Regions from separate parts of the Sus scrofa genome. Here all the other regions are linked to region 1. A link is a contact called in public Hi-C and HiChIP or PLAC-seq data. All regions are on one chromosome and are shown on one strand. Each heading gives the region's core, a stretch centred on a gene start, on an enhancer-like site or on the middle of the called end of the contact. The rest is flanking DNA. Distances are from core to core; before and after follow the strand shown.

Region 1 (4,649 bases), core at 1,140-3,639:
GCTGGAGGAGCAGCCCTGGGGTCTGGCCCTTCAGGAGACAGCAGGTGTCAGAAAAGGGGCTTACAGAGAATGAGGCCTCTGGGAGTGTCACAGTCTGTGCTCCCTTCTCTCTGGGTCTCTGTCCCCCTCTGTTTTTGTCTCCACCTCCCTTTCTAGCTCTCTGGCTGTCTCTCTGTCTCTGTCCCCCTCTCCCTGGGTCCTTGTGTCTCCTCTGTTCCTGTCTCTCTCTGTCCCTCTCTGAGCCTCTGCCCCTCCCCCACCTCTGTCCCTGTCTCCCTGGGTCCCCAGCCCTTGTGATCTCCCCTCAACTGTCATCCTTCTCTCGGTCATCTCTGTCTCACCCCCCACCCCCGCCTATTCTGCCACACTCTCCCTATTGCCTGTCCACCAGCGGGGCCGCCCAAGGCTAAAGGTCTTTGGGCGGAGGGATGAAATTTGGTGAATGAGTAACCCAGGCCCCATTGTGACTGTGTGCCTGGGGCCACTGCCCCACCCCTAGGGCCACCCAGTCTGGGGAGAGGTGTCTGATAAGACGGCAAGGGGAGACAGAGTCATCGGCCCAGAGGGGACATTATGGCCACAGGTGGGAGCCCAGGGAGACCATCACGGGCACTAAAAAGACAGTAAGACTCGGAGACAAAAGCACAGGCCATACAGTGCCTTGGGGGAGGGGGCCAGACTTGGGGCCCAGCCAGGCCTAGCTCCCAGGGCCCTGGCCCAGGCTGCAGCCACCCCCGTGGAGATGAGGTCAGCGAGCCGGTCCCACCCCGCTCCTCTGCCGGCGCCCCTTCCTGCGCTGAGTTCAGCATGACTCAGCATGGCTGCTCTCCTGGCCACTGGCCCAGGCACCCCTGGAGGACCCCAGATACCAGCCTGGCTGGAGCCCCCTTGATCAGGGGGTGCCCTGCCTGGGCTGCTTGGAAAGGCTTCTCCGCGAGGCAGGCCCAGACCTCCCCCACCCGACGACCCCCAGCAGTTCCAGCTCCCCTGTCCCAGCCTCCAGCTGCCTGCATTAAGGGCGCCTAAATAGGGTCAAGTTCCTGTCTTTGTTTCTCCTTTCTCCCAACAACAAGGAGCTCCTTGAAGGCAAGAATCTTGGTATGAGCTGGCACTGCCACCCAGGCACCAACCTGGACCAGACACAATTTTAAAATGTCCCTTAGTTAAAGACAGACATCCCAGCCACCAGTCCTCAGCACCTGTCTCTGATCTTTTTGTTTGTTTCTTAGGGCTGGCACCTGTGGCATATGGAAGTTCCCAGGCTAGGATGTGAATCAGCTACAGCTGTGATCCGAGCTGGGTCTGCGACCTACACCACAGCTCAGGGCAACGCCAGATCCTTAACCCACTGAGCGAGACCAGGGACCGAACCTGAAACCTCATGATTCCTAGTTGGATAGTTTCTGCTGCGCCATGATGGGAACTCCCCCACCTCTGTGATCTTGAAGGAGCATGTGTCAGGCAAGACAGAGGCAGCTTCAGAGAGATTGCTTTGGAGCCAGGATATGCAACCTCAGAGAAACCTCCAAAGTTCCAATGTCCTTTCACCCCTTTCCATCTCAGCTCCCACAAAAACAGTGGGCTTTCAAAAAACCCCACAGGATTCCAAGTGGCCCAATCTTTTGAGGGCTCCCAAAGGGCTCTCCAAGAGCCCCCACCTCTTTAAGAAGATCCCACTAGGCTTCCAGAAACATCCCTCTCCCTTATTCCCAGGCTGAATCCCAGGGCTCTCCAACTGTCTCTTTTAATCTTGCAGATCACCTCAAGGGCCCAAGACTTCCCCCTGGAAGTTTCCATAAAAATAGGGACTTCCATGGTCTTCCGAATTCACTTTTGAGTGAACCCCAAGTCTCCAGGTGCCCCAGCCAACCCATTTCACAGAGAGCACCCTAAGTATCTAGAAATATCTCACAGCCTTCCAAACTTCCCAATGATCGAGGGCCCCCCCCAACCCGACCCCTTATCTCCCAGGGCAACCCCACTCCTCTGGACGTTTCTGCACCTCTGAGGAACCCCCAGGGCTCCAGAAAAGTCCTCGCTCTGACACAACCCCCGCATCCAACCTACTTTCCTGAGACATCCTCAGGAACCAAGAATCATTATTTTCCAGGGCTCCCAGTGCTCTCACTAATCTTTCACTACCAGGAAGTACCCCTAGAATTCTCTCACTTCCCAGATTTAGTCCCAGAACCCTTGCTCCCCATGAAACCCCCCATCCCGCGATTTCTCCTTTCACAACAACCTCGCGCTCAGAGCGCGTGACTTCCCTACCTCCGGGCGGGAGGCTGGGGCTCCTATCTGCTCCTGATTGGTCACGAGCGAGCTCCAAGTCCAGCCTCCCGCCCCCGCAGATTGGCTGACTCCTCTCCCCGACCGCCCCACTGCTCAGGTTCCCCGCGCGCTATAAAAGGAGCCGCCCTGGCCACAAACTCGCAGTGTGCTCGGCGGTCCCCCGGATCTGTCTCTTGCTTCAACAGTGTTTGGACGGAACAGACCCAGGGACGCCCCTTGCTCCAGCCTCCGACTACCCTCCAACCTTTTTTCCAGTCGCAACCTTCGGACTCCGCCTCTCAGCTATCTTCAGTCTCCGGGACCAGCCAACACCATTTTTTGAGCTTAGCTCCTTATTGCCGACCAGCCATGAGCTCCCAGGTTCGTCAGAATTATTCCACCGAGGTGGAGGCCTTCGTCAACCGCCTGATCAACATGCATCTGCAGGCCTCCTACACCTACCTCTCTCTGGTAAGGGTCCCCAAGATGCCCCCGGCCCAAGTTTCCCTTAGCTGCGCACCTCTGACCCTCTGCGCACGCGCTGGCCTTCTTTGTCCCACTGTGTAGTTGGAAGGCGGAGTCCGCAAGCCCGGCCTCGCCTCCGGCTAACCATTGTTCACGCCTTCTCTTCCCGCAGGGCTTCTATTTCAACCGCGACGATGTGGCTCTGGAGGGCGTGAGTCATTTTTTTCGCGAATTGGCCGAGGAGAAGCGCGAGGGTTCGGAGCGTCTCTTGAAAATGCAAAACCAGCGCGGTGGCCGCGCCCTCTTCCAGGACGTGCAGGTAAACAGTGTGAGCAGCGGACTACGATTCCCAGCGGCCCCTGCGCTTGAAGCCCTTTGACCAGGGCTGTTCAGGCACGGCGTAGGCTTCTGGGAGATGGAGTTCAGTTTTGTGTGGGTGGTTGTATTACAGCTGGAAACGGAGGCGGGTTCAGTTCCCCCACGAAGTGGCGGTCCAGACCGCAGCGTGTGGTATCCTGGAGCGTAAGGTTGTGAGACACTGAGGGTGATCGATTTAAGCTCTTAGACGTTTTTTCGGCTTAAGCCCTAACTCCCGTCACTACTGGGAAATTAGTTTTTAGTCCTTTCCAGCGTGTGCGTGGTTAGTACTGAGCGGTCTCTGCCTTCCGTATAGAAACCATCTCAAGATGAGTGGGGTAAAACCCAGGACGCTATGGAAGCCGCCCTTCACTTGGAGAAGGGACTGAACCAGGCTCTTGTGGATCTGCATGCGCTGGGTTCTGCCCGCGCAGACCCCCACGTGAGTATCTCCATTTTCTCCCTATCCATCCCAAGACCTTTCCTGGCAGGAAGCCTGCATCTTGAGTTAATAGTTAACCTTGGCCACGTTTGATTGGGCTCATTGCCTTCTGAGCCTCCCTCCCCCATCCATCACATTGTTAGATTTACAAATGGTAACATTTTCTCTTCTATCACTCAGCTCTGTGACTTCCTGGAGAACCACTTCCTGGATGAGGAGGTGAAGCTCATCAAGAAGATGGGCGACCACCTGACCAACCTGCGCAGGCTCTCTGGTCCCAGGCTGGGCTGGGCGAGTACCTCTTCGAAAGGCTCACACTCAAGCACGACTAGGAATCTCTGGAGCCCAGGGGCCTTGGAGGCGCTCCTCTGGTGCCTGGGCTTCTGCCGGAAGCCCCTTTCTGCAGCCACGAGGCACCATTCTTAACCACCCTGGAGCCCTCTCCCAAGTCTTGGACCAAATGGAAACAATAAAAGCTTTTTGCAGCAGATCGTTTTGGTTTTGTATGTGTAATGGGGGAAATAAGAGGTGGGATCTACTGTCACAAAGCTTCTGGCCCGAGAGAGAAGGTGCTGTGTCTTTTAAGGCAAGATGGCAGTAGCAGATTCTCGCTTTGGGGGGCTGTCATCTTACTCCAACTAGATAGTAGAGCCCAGATTCCAGGGAGGGTCTACTTAGACCTGGGCTTGGTAGATAACAGTAGCTGGAAACTGGTTCAGATGAGTGATTATGTTGCCAGGCACTGCCACCCTCTGAAAGTACTGACTCAATCTTGAGAGGTTAAGGAGGACTGAGCTTCTTTATTAAATGGGTGAATTGAGACAATTAACTAAATCGGCCATGGCAACCAGGGAGCACACCCAGGTCTGGCCTAAGGCTGCTTGGAGATCCTTATTATATGGGTGAGTGGAGGCAATTGTTTTTTTTGTCTTGCCTTTTCTAGGGCCACACCCGCAGCATATGGAGGTGTCCAGGCTAGGGGTCTGATCGGAGCTGTAGCAGCCGGCCTACACCACAGCCACAGCAACTAGGGATCCAAGCCACATTTGCGACCCACACCACAGCTCATGGCAACGCTGGATCCTTAACCCACTGAGTAAGGCTGGGGATGGAA
Region 2 (4,649 bases), core at 1,201-3,700, 59 kb before region 1:
CCCCAGCCCCACCAAGAAGCTCAAACCTTGGTGCTCAGGCTGCCGAGCGAGGAGATGGTAGAGGCGCTGCTGGCCAGGCTGAGGCTGCTCCGAGGTCTGCCCTCCTCCATCAGGGGCTGGGGACAGAAAGAAAGGGGCTGTGTGCGCCACTCTGCAGATGACCCGGCTGGGGACAGAGACAGGGTCAGGGGCTTGCAGGTCGGAGGAGGCTGAGGAGAAAGAGCCTGTTGTTTGGGGCCTGGGGGGCTGGGGGAGGCCCTGGCCTGGAGACCACATACCAACAGTGATGCCAAGAGAGGTGGGCGGCGCTGGCAGCTGTGGGGAGGGGGGCAGCTGTCTACAGCCCGAGACAGAGAATAGGGGCCCCTTTATTCATGCCCCCTGCACTCTGGCCAGGAATTTGACCCTCACTGTGTTGCTCAAGACCCCCCCCATCCCCTGCCTCTTTCCGGTGCCCCCAGCTACCTGTCTCCTGCACCCCCAAAGGCACACCCAGAACAACCCTGCCAAGGCTCTGGGCACCCAGAATGCACAGCCTGGCAGCCCCTCCCAGCCCAGCCAGGGCACTTACCAGCTCTGGGGTCCCAAGGCCAGAGGGCACAAGAGGGCAGTGTGGGTGCAGGGACCCCCCCCCCAGCCACAGTCCCCCTCCTCTGCCTCTTAGGGGCTGCCTCTCACAGCCTTCCTTGCTCACCTGCTCATTCCCACCCTGTCCGTCTCTTTGTCTCTGCCTCACCCTCTCCCTTCCTTCTATCCCGTCTCTCTCTCTGCAATCTCCCCTCCCGTCCCTCTCGCTGTCTCTAACCTCTGTCTCTTTCCGTCTCTCCCTTACACACCCTCTCGTCCGCAGCTCCCCCACCCCCTATATCACTTTCTGTCCCAGTCTTTCTGTTTCTGTCCAAATCCTCTCCTGGGCTCACAATCTCTTTAAGTCTCCCTTCTGTTCCCTCCCTCTCGCCCTCTCTCTCTCTGGCCCTCCACGTCTGCTGTTTCCTTCTCTCCCGGACGCTCCTTCTCACTGTCTCTCTTCCTCTGCTCTCCCAGTTTCTCTTTCCCCTCTGCTGGTCTTTCCTTCCCCCTGCCAGCCGCCCACGCTGCTGTCCCGGCTCCCAATCCCCGCTGACCCCGCCCCTCTTGGCCTCCCCACCACAGCCTGACCTCTGGCTCAGCTGCCCCCACAGCTGAAGGGAGGGGCTGGGGGCTGGGGGCTGGGGGCTGGGGGCCACCCTCCCACCTCCACCCCACCCATCCACCCACACGCTCTTAGGTCCCTGCTGGACCGGGTCCCATCAAGGCTGAAGCTGGGATTCCTACATGTTTGGAGAAGAGGAGCTGGGCCTGGACTCCAGGACCTGAGGGGGCAGGTTGTGATCGGAAGCCTGGGTGATTGGCGCCTTGGGAATGGAAGGGAGGGGTAGGGGCTCAGACTACTGGGTACCTGACAAAATGTGAGCCAGGAGTCAGGACTTGAGAATGGAGCTGGGGTCTGGAGGTGTGGCTTGCAGTGGATGGGTCCAAGTCCTCCAGAGAAGAGAGGGCGGCCCCCAGATTGCTGGGTTCTGGCAAGAGCAGGGTCAAGTGGCCAGTGGCAATCTCCACCTCAGATCCAGGTGAGAACTCCGGTCTAGACTGAGGATGATGCCCTCTCAGGAGGGAGGCCTGGGTCCTGGGCGTATTTTGAGGTACAGGATTGCAGACCAGGTTGGTGGTGGGGTGCCAGGGACTGAAACCATGTCCTTAGGCCTGGAATTTGGGGCAAAAGACCGCCCCCCCACTCCCTTGATGTTGGTGATACCCAGCTAGAATTTCAATTTGTGTAAGCGGAGGTTCTGTATAAATTTGAAGTAGGTGGAGCCTAGGAGTGGCGCCTTGTGCCTGAGATAGGCACGGGATCTGAGGTTTTGGTCCAGTATTTCTCACCGCGTATTTGTTGAGCACCTACTATGTGTCACGCAGGCAGTGAGCAAAGAAAAGCGCCTGCCTTCAGGGGCCTTACACATTCTCTTTCTCTTTTGCAATGAATATAGACTCCGCTGTGCCCACCCTTGGGCAAGTGATTTCATGCCCAAGACTCAGTTTCCCCATCTGTGAAATGGAAATAATGATACCTTCCCACACCGGATAGGAAGCCGACTGGACTGGAGGGTGGAAGACTCTAGCCTGGGGCCGGCTGGCTAAATTGGGGGCGGGGAGTAACGGCGTTTGCCTGGAACAGAGGTTGAGCTCGCGCGCTCAAAACCTAACCAGTTCATGAGTTTGATTGGCAGCTCGCCTGCTTCAGGGCGTGGCCACGCTCAGAAATACCGCCGTGACGTCATAAAGTCCGGAATCTCCGCGAGAAGTCCAACCTTGTTTTCCGTTTCGTCCATCACGATTACGATTCGAAACCCCGCCTCCTCTCCTGACGTCACCACGTCCGGCTGCGTTTGTGTATAAAAGCGCTGAGGACCGCGTCAACCCTTACGTCCTAAGTGGCTAGCCGGTGTGTTTGTATTTGTTTCTCCGTGTGACCTTGCGCCCATTCGTCGTGACAACGCTTGCAGCAGCCGGTGACAATTTGAGTCCCCGAGCCCGACGCCGGAGGGCGAAATGAACGCTCTGGACTCCCGAGCTGTCCGGAACTGCGATCGCTTGTGGCAGCCCCAGCCGACGCTCCTGCCCCCAGGGTGACGCGCAATCCCGAGCTGGTGAGTTGAGGGGGTCGGAACATCTAGGTTCCTAGGGGTTTGGGGGCGGAGGACTAGAATCCTGGTCAATAACGAGGAGGGAGCTCGAACTTCTGAGTTCCGAGATAGGGGTGTTCGGAGCTCGGACTCCTGTGCCCTAAGGACTCCTGGGAACCTGAACTCCTTTTTCTGGAGAGGTGGGACGAGGCCGGACCCGAGGGCTCGGACTTAGGCAGGAGAAGGAATTGGGAGCTTAGAGTCCTGAGCCGGACAGAGGAAGAGTCTGGGAGCCAGAAGGCACCATCTAGGGATCGGAAGTTTTATGTCTTGGAAGGAGGAGAATGGTGGGCGCCTAATTTTTCAATCCTCAGGAGGATGAGAGAGGCAAGGGACAAGGACTTTGTCCCCAGAGGAAGCAAGCAGAGGACCTGTGTTCTTGCTTCCTGGGACTAGAATTTAATGGGTCAGAGAGGAAATGGGGCTGGGAGCCCTTTGGGCTAAGGAAGGAATGAGTGATGATCCAGACTCTTGGGTGTTGAGAGAGGCTGGGAAACTAGGGACAGAGATGGGTGTGGCTGGGATGAGAAAGGAATGTGGGGCGGGGCCTCTCTGGTTGCTGTTTGTGTTACTATTCGTGTTACTATTTGTGTTGCTATGACTCAAGGTCACTCTCTGATGCTATTCCCTCCATGGCTTCTAAACTCGTTTCCTTTTTTTTCTCCCTTTTCCCCAGCAGACAAAGATGGCCCCAGGCCAAGTGCCCCACCAGCCTGCCCCCTGGAGGGCTACCCACTCCTTTCTCCTGTCCCCGCTGATGGGCCTTCTCAGCCGGGCCTGGAGCCACCTGAGGGGCCCAGGCCCTCCAGAGCCCTGGCTAGTGGAGGCAGTAACCAGGGCAGACGCGGGAGAACCTGGCCTGGAGGGAGACACAAAGGCTTCTCTGGCCACCCAGCCACAAGAAGAGCCTGGAGAGAGGAGAGCAACTGAGGAGGATGAAGAAGCATCCTGGGGGAGCTACCCTGACCTGGAAGCCAAGTGTTTGCTTTTGGAAACCTGGGGACTTTCAGATGATGAGCGTGGTGGGGAAGCAGCAACCCGCGTCCCTAGAGAGCCCGGAAGTGAATTTATGGATGGCCTTCCTGCTCCCCTGTCCCCCAGCCTTCTGATGAGAGCCCAGCAGGACGTTCCTGGGGAGGAAGAATCTCAGGAAGAAGCAGTTACTGAAGATAAAGACATAATCACCTTCGCTTTTCCTCTGTCACACTGGGAGGGTTGTCCAGGTGTGGCAGTGGAGGAGGAGGAGGAGGCTGGAGAAGCTGTAAATAAAGAAGCTCCTAGAACATCTACCTCCCCCTCAGCTCCAGGACCCCAGCCCCGCTCCTGGGTGTGCTGCGCAGTGGAAGGAGCCACAGAGGAAGAAAGAACAGAGAACAAAGCAGCCACGAAGCCCTCCACCTGCCCCTCATCCCTCGGTTCCCACCCCGGGGCCTGGGAGTGTTGTTCAGGGGAGGAGCCTGAGGAGGAGGAGGACAGAAAGGTGGAGAAACGAGAGGCTGGCCCAGAGCCCCACTCCGCAATTCTAGCCCAGAGCCCCCTGCTCGGGACCCGGCAGCATCAGTCCAGGGAGATCTCAGAGGAGGAAGATGAAGAGAAGGATGAGGACAGGGATCTGGGGGCAGCCGAGGGCCCTTCTTCCAACCTACTCACAAATGCCTTCCTGAGGGCCTGGGTGTACAGACCCGGAGAGGACACGGAGGAGGAGGAAGACGGGGACAGTGACGAGGGAGCAGCTGAGGAGGAAGGAGAAGCTGAGGAGGAAAGAGAAGCTGAGGGTCCCTCTTCCAGCCCGCACCCAAGTGCCTTCTTCAGAGCCTGGGTGTATCGACCCGGTGAGGACACAGAGGAGGAGGAGGAGGACAGGGATAGTGATGCAGGAGCAGCTGAGGAGGAAGGAGAAGCTGGTCCTCCTTCCGTCCCACCCAC
Region 3 (4,649 bases), core at 1,368-3,867, 57 kb after region 1:
GGCCCCAAAAAGCCAAAAAAATAAAAATAAAATAGCAAATAATGTTACACACCTTATTTGAATCTCACCAATATTCCACTAATGTTCTTTCTTTCTTTCTTTATATTTTATTTATTTTTATTTATTTATTTATTTTTGTCTTTTTGCCATTTCTTGGGCTGCTCCCGCGGCATATGGGAGGTTCCCAGGCTAGGGGTCTAATCGGAGCTGTAGCTGCCGGCCTATGCCAGAGCCACAGCAACTCGGGATCCGAGCCGCATCTGCGACCTACACCACAGCTCACGGCAACGCCAGATCATTAACCCACTGAGCAAGGGCAGGGATCAAACCCGCAACCTCATGGTTCCTAGTCGGATTCGTTAACCACTGCACCACGACGGGAACTCCCTATATTTTATTTCTTTTTTTTTTTTTTTGGTCTTTTTTAGGGCCGTTCCTGCGGCATATGGAGGTTTCCCAGGCTAGGAGTCTAATCAAAGCTGTAGCCGCCAGCCTATGCCAGAGCCACAGCAACTGGGATCCAAGCGCGTCTGCAACCTACACCACAGCTCACGGCAACGCCAGATCCTGAACCCACTGAGCAAGGCCAGGGATCGAACCCACAACCTCATGGTTCCTAGTTGGATTCGTTAACCACTGAGCCATGATGGGAACTCCTGTTCTTTTTTTTTTTAAAGAATGCAAATTAGGTCTGTCTGTCTCTTGATCAAAACCCATTAGTAACTTCCTATTTCATTTCCAATAAAATCTGCCCTCTCTCTCATGGAACGCTTTATTCAGGCAAGGATCCGCAATGGCTGCTACAACCAGGATAAGAGGAGCTTGGGAACAGTAGCAAAGTCCCACTGCTCAGATTACCAAGGAGAATATGTACCTTTGCCAGGAGAGATCTGGTAGCTGGCACCCTGACCAGGTGACTAACTCAGCATCATAATACCAGGACCATCTGACATCAGGCACTTCCAGATGTGATGAAATACCAGACATGATGCAATACAAAGTCTGCAGTATCACCCGAGTAATGTTCTTGCCAAAAATGTTCAATATCAGTCTATGAAAACCTTTAGACTCAATTTCCAGTTTATGGGCAAAATGGGGATAGTGGAATGAACTAAATTCCACGAGGAAATAATCAGACAAAGTCAGAATGCAGGACATAGGACTGCACACCAAACTCGGGGGAAAACAACAACATAACGCAGTGTGTGTGTGTGTGTGTGTGTGTGTGTGTGTGTGTGTGTGTGTGTCTATTCTATGTTAAAGAGGCGAGAGAGACATGATAACCAAATAAACGCGTGAACATTGACTGGCTCCTGTTTCAGATTAAGATAGAGTTCTCATGAGTCAACTGGGAAAATCTGAATAGGGGCTGGATAAACTTTCTAAGAGGTGAAAATAGCTGTGTTGTTGGGCAGAGGATGCCATTATTCTTAGGAGACATGCTGAAGCATTTAGAGGTGCAGTGTCTCAGCCATTTACTATCCAATGGTACTAAAAAAAAATACATTATTATTAGCTTTATTTTTCTTCAAACTTTTTATTTTGAAGTAATTTTAGAATTATGGAAAAGTTCCAAAAAATAGTGCAGAGTTCCCACATACATATACACAGAAAGCAAACGTGTCTATGTATACGTTATCTGTTTTTTAAGCCATGCCCATGGCATGTCGATGTGCCCTGGCCAGAGGTGGCACCTGCTCCACATCAGCAACCCAAGCCAATGCAGTAACAATGCTCATTCTTAACTTGCTGCGCCACGAGAGAACGCTTCAGGATATTTTTTTTAAGTAGCATGATATTAGCCATTTAAATTTTGTAGTAATTTCTGTAATTATTATCAAACAGGCAATTGAATCTATTCCCCAAACTTCAAATATTTTAACTTCTTACAGGTCTACAGGGCCCTAAATAATCCGCCAGCTCTCTGCTCTCTCAGCCAACATGAGATTCCCACTTTCCGCCCCAATTCAGGACCTTTGCACTTGCTGTTAAACCCGCCCAGATCTCCCTTCCATCAGTCTCCTTCTCCAGAAGGACCTAGTTCTAAAATAACCCCTCTATCCCCGCCCATTCCCGTACTCGGCCCTATTTTTCTTTACTGTGTTGGCCACCGTCCGAAATTTATCTTTTTAAGTGCCTTTATTGTCTCCCTCAGTACAATGTAAGCTCCAAAAAGGAAAAGACTTCGCTTCAGTCGCATGGTATATCGCCAGAGCCCAAACAACGCCACGCACACATTGGGCGCTCAATGAACAGTTACTGATTTCCTAGGTTAAGGAATCACACTGTTCACGTAGGAACTCTTTGCCAGGCGGCGGAAGGATATTTCAGTGTGAAAGACGTTACAGGCATGCGCGCAAGATCCGGGAAGTGTGTAAGAAAAGGCGTGGAGCATCAAGAGTCTCGCGGACAGAGGCAGTTGGAGCCCTGAGCGCGAGGTGAAAGGGGACCGCTTGGGGCGGAGCGCGCGTGCGCACTGTGACCTTCATCCCGCCGCGGCAAAGGAGTTTAAGGTGCCGGAAGGCGGGGTAGTGGCCTCGCGCGTGCGCAGTGCTCGCAGCGGCGCCAAGGTTCCTGTGTGTGGGTTGCACTTGACTCGCGCGGCGCGTGCGCAATAGGGTCGGCGGAGGGATTTGAGGCTGGTTCCACCCCTTGCCCCTGTCGCGAGCCGAGGCCGCGCGGGCTCGTGAGCTGTGGCCTGGTGCGCGCGCTGGGCGGGCGACAGAGACTGAGAGACGCGGTCGCCGTCTGAGTCGAAGCTAGAGCTAGAGTACCTGCTGCTGTGGGGCCGCCGCGAGCCCCTGGACCGTCGCCAGGCCGAGGAGGGCGCCGCGCGGCGGGTGAGTATGACTGAGTGGCCTTACCGGGTGCGGGGCCGCTACCCACAAGCCCCTGCGGTGGATCCCAGTCCCTTCCCCGGGGCCGGGCAGTCTTCCCGCGCCACCGCCACCACAGAACCTTTTTGCACGCCTTACCCAGAGTTCTCCGGTCACTTAGGCTTTTTCCATAGTCCCCCTCCCCCGCCCTCAGCGGTCACTTACCCACAGGCCTTTGCGCTGTGTTGCCTTTTTTCGTCCTCGCTTCCCTTCCGTCCTGGACCCTTACCCACAATCCACTTCGCCTGCGGGGCCTAGATCTATTACCCACAACCCCCTGGCTTGAGAGGTTTGCTGTTTATGACTGACCCCTTCTCCTGATCAGAGACCTCTTGCGGTCCTCCCCCTATAACCTTTTATCCAAGGTGCGGGACCACCAGCCGCCACGGCCCTAGACCTCCTTCCTCGGGATCCTTGATGCCCCACAAGCCCCCAGGGACCTTCAGCCCCGCAGTTCCTTGCTCAGGACTTCACTGCTCGGAAACCTGTTTTCAGTCTTTGTTTCTCTTCTCTTGCCCTCCCCCTCCCCTCCCGTTCACACAGCCCTCCCTCTAGAATCTGCTTGCCCCTGTGATTAAGGATCGATCGCGCTCTGTGTCCTTACAGGAGACTTTGAGATTTTTGTCCGTGTTTCTCTCTTTTCTTGGGAGGCAAGGGATTGATAGGGGCTTCATCTCCCCAGCCCACCCTAACATAAGATGGTCCTGCTTCTGCTCTCAGACTTGGCACGATGACCCAGTTCCTGCCGCCCAACCTTCTGGCCCTCTTTGCTCCCCGTGACCCCATCCCATACCTGCCACCCCTGGAGAAACTGCCACATGAAAAACACCACAATCAACCTTACTGTGGCATTGCGCCCTACATCCGAGAGTTTGAGGTGAGTTCACTGAAGAGGCTTGGAGTGGGCTGGATCGGGGAGTCTGGTCTCTGGCGATTTTCTAGCTGTGTGATTGAGGAAGGTGGCTTTTATCCTGTTTCCCTGTCTTAGATTGGTAACACAGCCCTTGTAGGGCTTTTGTGAAAATTCAGTAACTACCAGTTGAGGATTCAGACTCTCGAGTTAGGTAGTCCTTGGTGCGCCATTTATCGGTTGCGTGATGATCTTGGGCAAGAGGTGTATCCTCTAACTGCTGTGATTTTTTTCCCCCCCATGTTTAGCAAGGGAATATTAGTGTCTTTGATGTAATTTGATGGAGAATTGACTGTTTGTTTTTTTTTTTTTTTTAACGTTATGGGGCTTGACGCCAAGCAGTCAGTAAACATCAATTATTTCTTAACGTATAATGACCATTTTGGTCATTAATATGGTGAAATTTGTAAAGGGTTAGCACTTGGTGATTGGTGCATTGAAGACCACAGGCTTGAGAATTGCAGCTTTGTACCTGCAGGGTGAACAGAGATAAATGGCTTTGGCCCATGGGCCTCGGTTTTTTCATTTTCGAAATTGGGTTAACAACATCCACCTGTTGAGGTGCATCGGCGGACACCCGAGAAGTGCTGGCACACAGGAGTCAGAAGAAGAAAGTTCTGGCATCAGGTGGGAACGGGGAGGTGAAGGAAGTTGTGGAGCAGAAGTTTAGTACAGAGGTGACAGGAGGTTGGCTCTATAGTAGTATTTGCCAGCCTCGGTGAACCGGTATTTGGAAAATATGACTAGCCAGTTAAGTCAATGCAGTAGTTACAGGCTGGCGGCAGATGTGGTCATGTGACAGTTACTGTTTAATGAGTGCTCGCCGAGACCTTCAGGAACTACCCTGGCCCTCAGAAGGTGTC

Evidence for each region. A called contact is a pair of places that touch in the nucleus more often than the background predicts. HiChIP or PLAC-seq counts read pairs in DNA pulled down with a chosen protein or histone mark.
Region 2: an H3K27ac HiChIP or PLAC-seq map of alveolar macrophages shows a contact between it and region 1. The contact joins the promoter of PPP1R15A here to the promoter of FTL in region 1. A contact is called at or near these places in 10 of 47 Hi-C or Micro-C datasets (blood, embryonic fibroblasts, epiblast stem cells and 5 more) and 2 of 2 datasets of contacts at active chromatin or transcription factors (alveolar macrophages and skeletal muscle).
Region 3: a Hi-C map of skeletal muscle shows a contact between it and region 1, with 2.3 times the contacts expected there. The contact joins the promoter of SNRNP70 here to the promoter of FTL in region 1. A contact is called at or near these places in 1 of 5 promoter capture datasets (liver), 12 of 47 Hi-C or Micro-C datasets (alveolar macrophages, embryonic fibroblasts, epiblast stem cells and 5 more) and 2 of 2 datasets of contacts at active chromatin or transcription factors (alveolar macrophages and skeletal muscle).

What each region holds. Positions count from the first base shown.
Region 1 is chr6:54,228,732-54,233,380 of Sscrofa11.1, forward strand. FTL (ferritin light chain) reads left to right here and starts at 2,390. Exons shown (of 5, transcript NM_001244131.1): 1 at 2,390-2,742; 2 at 2,909-3,055; 3 at 3,410-3,535; 4 at 3,716-3,812; 5 at 3,815-4,025. The coding sequence starts at 2,641. The coding sequence ends at 3,867.
Region 2 is chr6:54,169,588-54,174,236 of Sscrofa11.1, forward strand. PPP1R15A (protein phosphatase 1 regulatory subunit 15A) reads left to right here and starts at 2,451. Exons shown (of 3, transcript XM_005664689.3): 1 at 2,451-2,687; 2 at 3,400-4,649. The coding sequence starts at 3,409. PLEKHA4 (pleckstrin homology domain-containing family A member 4) reads right to left here and starts at 1,074. Exons shown (of 21, transcript XM_013998606.2): 1 at 572-1,074; 2 at 27-116. The coding sequence starts at 110.
Region 3 is chr6:54,285,737-54,290,385 of Sscrofa11.1, forward strand. SNRNP70 (U1 small nuclear ribonucleoprotein 70 kDa) reads left to right here and starts at 2,618. Exons shown (of 10, transcript XM_021094709.1): 1 at 2,618-2,840; 2 at 3,597-3,753. The coding sequence starts at 3,607. It also overlaps a transcript of NTF4 not described here.